Regions from separate parts of the Mus musculus genome. Here region 2 is linked to region 1. A link is a contact called in public Hi-C data. All regions are on one chromosome and are shown on one strand. Each heading gives the region's core, a stretch centred on a gene start, on an enhancer-like site or on the middle of the called end of the contact. The rest is flanking DNA. Distances are from core to core; before and after follow the strand shown. Region 1 overlaps Rabgap1l (RAB GTPase activating protein 1-like). Region 2 overlaps Rabgap1l (RAB GTPase activating protein 1-like).

Region 1 (2,700 bases), core at 88-2,587:
TGGCACTATTTTCATGTGTAGTCTTGTTGGAGTAGGTGTGGCCTTGTTGGGGGAAGTGTGTCACTGGGGGTCGGCTTTGAGATCTCATAAACTCAATTGTAGCCAGTGTGTCCCAGTCTCCTTCTGCTGCCTGCAGATCCAGATGTAGAACTCTCAGTTCTTTCTCCAGCATCATGTCTGTCTGGGATGTGCTTAAGAAATAATTATGGCAGTATCTTGTTGTATAAATCTCCCATCTGCCTAAGTGGCTAGACTTGTGGTTCTCTACCATGTTTAAAGTATAATTTGGGGTGTGATCTGAGGGTGGCAGCCTATGTAGAATGCATAAGTTTAAGGTGTATATAAGTTAGTAAGATCTATCTGTGGTTACCCTCAATTAGTAGCTGATGAAATAAGTCTTATACAACTTAGCAAAATGGAATAGTTTAATAGTTTAGTCTTTGTCTCAAGTTTGGCCAACTCAGTATCTCCCTCCTTATCTAGCTCTCCTTTCCCATCTGTTTTTTTGGGACAGGGTTTCTTTATGTAACAGGTTTGGCTGTCCTGGAACTCGCTTTGTAAACCAGGCTGGCTTCGAACTCACAGAGATCCACTTGCCTCTGCCTCACACGTGCTGGGATTAAAGACATGCGCCACCAGGCCCTGCTTCTCTTTCTCTCTTTTGAAATATAACATTAAACATAGAACAGAAACCATGAGACAAGCTGACAAATGATGTGTATGTCAAATAGGGCATGGTTAGGAAAATTGGCATTTCAAAGTCTGTTTAATGAAGGATCTAAGTTACTTGAACATTGGTAGAACTGAAAGAGCAAAGTGGTAATAAAGGTTTTAGCTTGCCACCAGCTGATCCAGAGACCAGGAAGCTACTGTTTCTGCTAGCAGAAAAAAACAAAAACAAAATGAAACTACAACACAACACAACACAAGAAAAAGATCATCCCACAATATGCAGGCAACTGATTGAGAATGACATGCCTAGGGCAAAGCTAAAGCTTTAACTTTGGTGAAACTCTTTCCTGCTGGAGTGCTGCAGACCCTCTGGGTCCCTTTGTCTGCGTGGAACAAGTCTCTGGTCGCAGGTGGGCAAGGCATCAGTGGGTGACAGACAGACCAACACGAGAGATTGTGTAGAATCTGAATGTAATCTCACAAAGTGAACACCAGTCTTAAATAGTACAGAAAATAAAAGGGGTTGGAAGTCAACAGCAGGCAAAGTACATTGAAGTTACCTGATACAAAACAAAGGAATGACTACAAAGGGACTTACAGGAACCAGGTAGATGTTTACAGTAAAGATAAAGCAGTCCTGCCTAGGGTCAGCTCAGTGACAGATAAGGATCTCACACCCTAGTGCTATTTCTTTGAGCCTTGTGAAGACTAGCACCAGGGGGTTCTGCTCTTACAGGCCTTCTCATGAAAAATGCAATACCACAACCCCCCTATTTCCTAGGCCTTGCTAAATTCTTATATGAGTGTAACTTTTAAGTATCTGGAGAATCTCCATTTGTCAGGAGAATTCACCAACTTGCTTCTAATATGCAATGTATCCTGTACTGAAGATTTCTATCTCAGTGGGATTCCCTGGCTCTTACAAGGTAAACACTCTGCAGACTAGCCCTGAGCTGTTGGCTCCATCTTTTGTAATGCTTAATTAGTTACTGAATAGGTAACTTCCTTACTGCATTTCCAAGATCATAGGCTTCTGGAACCTTGGAACACTGGCGAAGGCTCTGGCTATGTCAGAATTCAATCTTAAAAGGCACTTATGATAAGATAATATTAAAAGAGAGCACATGGATCCATACACCAGACTAATGCGGGGATAGGGTATGAGTATATGGGTTAATGAGAACGCCAAAGCTCCAGGAGGTGAGTTTCTGTGAAACTCTTTGCCTCATGAGTGCTTCTAGGCTTCTCAGCCTGTCAAGCAGACTTCACTGGAGTGTGCCTTGTAGGACTGGAGAGAGATCATGTGGCCTTCCCCTTTCTCCATGCTTCACTGGCTGAAAGTAACTCACAGCCGGAACTACAGGAGAAAGGCAACCTGGGAAATGAAGTTCCTCTGCTCCCAAATACCTTTCATTCATCATATTCAACTAAATATATATATATTGCTACTCAGTATCTTGATCTAGAAGTCTTCCTGAAAGCTGTAAAAACATCAACATTTTTTCACAGGAAGTTTTAAATAATATTGTGGTACATATTCGTATATCCTTCTCACAGTTTGAAATCTTGGTAGAAGAAAGGGTGTAGTAGTACCTACTGCCTCATGAACAGTCATCAGAAGAATATAATGTGCTACTTATATGGAAATATGATCTAGTATCATATCACTGTATATAGACATGTATGATCAATAAAAGGTTTTATGAGAATAAATTTCTAATATATGTATACATTTTTTACTATGCATAAGTGCTACCATACTAAGATATTATGGATAATTCATAAGATGCAGAAATTTAAATGTTATAAAGGTTAAAAATGAAAATACTTGCTTTAAAATATACTACAAAGTAGCATTCAATACTAAATATGTGTTTAACTTTTGTAATTATTTCACTGAGATAGCTGTCATATAACATAAAATTTGTCATTTAAAGATAAACATTTCAGTAGCTTTTATTATATGTACTATGTTTTATTATATTCACTATGTTTAAATTTCGGTACTCAATAATTTCAGAATATTTC
Region 2 (2,846 bases), core at 156-2,655, 65 kb before region 1:
TAAGAATGGTAGCTCCAGCCTCTAGTGTGCATCCTCAGCTTAATCAGAGTATCATGGTTAGGGTTTTATTGCTGTGAAGAGAATCTATGACCAAGGCAGTCCTAACAAAGACAAACATTTTTTTTTAATTTTTTTAAAAAATTTTTTGTTAGGTATTTAGCTCATTTACATTTCCAATGCTATACCAAAAGTCCCCCATACCCACCCACCCCCACTCCCCTACCCACCCACTCCCCCTTTTTGGCCCTGGCGTTCCCTTGTACTGGGGCATATAAATTTTGCGTGTCCAATGGGCCTCTCTTTCCAGTGATGGCCGACTAGGCCATCTTTTGATACATATGCAGCTAGAGTTAAGAGCTCCGGGGTACTGGTTAGTTCATAATGTTGTTCCACCTATAGGGTTGCAGATCCCTTTAGCTCCTTAGGTACTTTCAAAGACAAACATTTAATTGGGGCTGGCTTACAGTTTCAGAGGTTTAGTCCATTTTCGTCATGATGGAAAGCATGGCAGTGTGCAAGGAGACTTGGTACTGGAGGATCAAGAATTCTATATCTTGATCTGAAGGCAGCCAGGAGACTAGATTTGTCATACTGGGCAGAGCTTCAAAAAAAAAAAAAAAATCTCAAAGCCTTGCCTCCATAGTGACACACTTCCTCTAATAAGGCCACACCTCTTCCAATAAGGACACACGTCCTAATAGTTCCACTCCCTGTGGCCAGGCATTCAAATATATGAATCTCTGTGGGCCAAACCTAGTCAAACCACCACATTTCACTTCCTGCCCACCTCAACCTTGTAGATACTACATAATAGAAAATATATTTAGTCTAACTTCAAAAGTCCCCATAGACTATTACAGTCTCAACAATGTTTAAAAGTCCAAAGTTCAAAGTCTCTTCTGAGATTCATTCAATCTCTTAACTCCCTATAAAATCAAAATCAAAAAACAAATCATAAGATATATGTTACCATTCCAAGATGTCATAGTGAGGAGATACCAGAACAAAGCAAGACCAAAACCAGATGGGCAAACGCCAAACTCTGAATCTCTGTGTCTGATGTCAGAGCATTCTTTATATCTCCACTCTTTTCAGCTGTGTTGATTGCAACACACTTCTTTCTCTTGGGATCGTTCCATTCTCTGTTAGCAGCTTTCCTCGGCAGGTATCCAATGGTTCTGGGCTCTGGCATCTCTTACATCTAGGGGTCTTCAAGGCAACTTCAATATCATTGCTTCATGCAGTGGCCTCTCAAGGCCTCTGTGCAGGGACACCCCGCCACACATCTGGCCTACGTGATTTTTCTTGGTTAGAGAGGGATATTCCATAATCCCTTCTATTCTTGAGTCTAAAGCCAGAGCCACGTGGTTGAAGCTGCCAAGTTCTGTTCCTTGTTGAGGCTGGAACATGGCGTCTTCATTCAGTTACAGCTTTACCAGCTTTCTGTTTTCCATGATTTCCTTCACTGCCTAAGCTTGGGTGTCCTAGAACTTGCTCTGTAGATTATGCTTACCTTGAACTCAGAGATCTGTATGCCTCTGTCTCCTGAATGCTGGAATTAAAGGTGTGCACCAACAAGTCTGTATCTAAGCTTTCTTTAATACCTTTTCACAAGAAGGAAGCTTATCTGGGTAGGATCTTGTCCCCAAGGTTTCCATTTCCTTAATTCTATTTAACATCTTTAATCTGGTTATCTCATTAAACACAGGATTTAGCTCCATTCTATTTCTTGGTGCTGCTTTAATACTTGAATCATACATTTTGCATTTTTTTCCTTTCTCAGCTTGCTATGTTTGATCAAAATGCTCTTCGTAAGAATGTACCACAAGAAACAACAATATGAACTAACCAGTACCCCCAGAGCTCGTGTCTCTAGCTGCATATGTAGCAGAAGATGGCCTAGTCGGCCATCACTGGAAAGAGAGGCCCATTGGACTTGCAAACTTTATATGCCCCAGTACAGGGGAACACCAGGGCCAAGAAGTGGGAGTGGGTGGGTAGGGGAGTGGGGGGGGTATGGGGGACTTTTGGGATAGCATTGGAAATGTAAATGAAGAAAATACCTAATTAAAACAAAACAAAAATAAGAATGTACCACAAGAAAGAGTCTATGTTAGGCTGTTTTGAGATTTCCTTAATCTGATTCTCTTCACTTTTGCTTCAGACAAAGGTAAAGCAGCCACATTCATTCTTCACCAAAATATCATAAGAATGATTTCTAGGCAACATACAAACACTTCCTCTGAAATCTCTTGAGCCAGGCCTCCACAGTTCAAATCACTCTTAGCACCACTGTCTACCATGTTCCTATTAGCATGGCCCTTTAAGTCACACTTAAATCATTCAACTGATTGTCTAATCCATAGTCACAAAGTCCACATTTTTCTAAACAAAAACATGCTTATCACAGTAATACCCCACAGTCTCAAAGTCCATATTCTTTTAAACAAAAAAAGATGGTCAGACCTATCATAGCAACACCCCAGTTCCTAGTACCAACTTCTTTCTATCTTAGTTGGGTTTATTGCTGTGAATAGACTGGGGGATCTGCCAGGATGTGTTTCAGAGCATAGACTATTAGTATAGTCACAAACAAGCACAATACATGTCAGGGCAACTATCATAGCTATCCCCGTCTTTGAGAGGGATATTCTTTTTGGGAGGCTACAGGTAGCCTATGGTGTTACAAGTGGTGAGGCCCTCAGCTCTCATCTTTACCCTACCTCCACCCTTGTTTATAGTCCTTGTCTAACTTACTGTGTGTACCTTAGGGTGGTGGCATCTGCAGCTGAGCCACTCACCATAGGAAAGGGTCCTTGACAGCTCTCTGCTAAGCATCTGAGCAT

What was found. Hi-C and Micro-C count contacts between places; a contact is called where the count stands out from the background.
Region 2: a Hi-C map of embryonic stem cells shows a contact between it and region 1, with 2.0 times the contacts expected there. The contact joins two enhancer-like sites. A contact is called at or near these places in 5 of 484 Hi-C or Micro-C datasets (the 3T3-L1 cell line, cerebral cortex, cortical neurons and 2 more) and 1 of 115 datasets of contacts at active chromatin or transcription factors (embryonic stem cells).

Annotation. Positions count from the first base shown.
Region 1 is chr1:160,623,843-160,626,542 of GRCm38.p6, reverse strand. The region is part of intron 13 of Rabgap1l (RAB GTPase activating protein 1-like); the gene reads left to right. Among named protein-coding and RNA genes, the nearest start is that of Gm23528, 20 kb to the left of the region's middle. Within about 2 kb of position 1,337, at least 17 of the 459 cell types and tissues checked have an H3K27ac peak or open chromatin away from gene starts, as enhancers often do. A contact at or near this core is called in embryonic stem cells, where this site is marked.
Region 2 is chr1:160,689,255-160,692,100 of GRCm38.p6, reverse strand. All of the region lies in intron 10 of Rabgap1l (RAB GTPase activating protein 1-like), which reads left to right. Among named protein-coding and RNA genes, the nearest start is that of Gm23528, 45 kb to the right of the region's middle. Within about 2 kb of position 1,405, at least 5 of the 459 cell types and tissues checked have an H3K27ac peak or open chromatin away from gene starts, as enhancers often do. A contact at or near this core is called in embryonic stem cells, where this site is marked.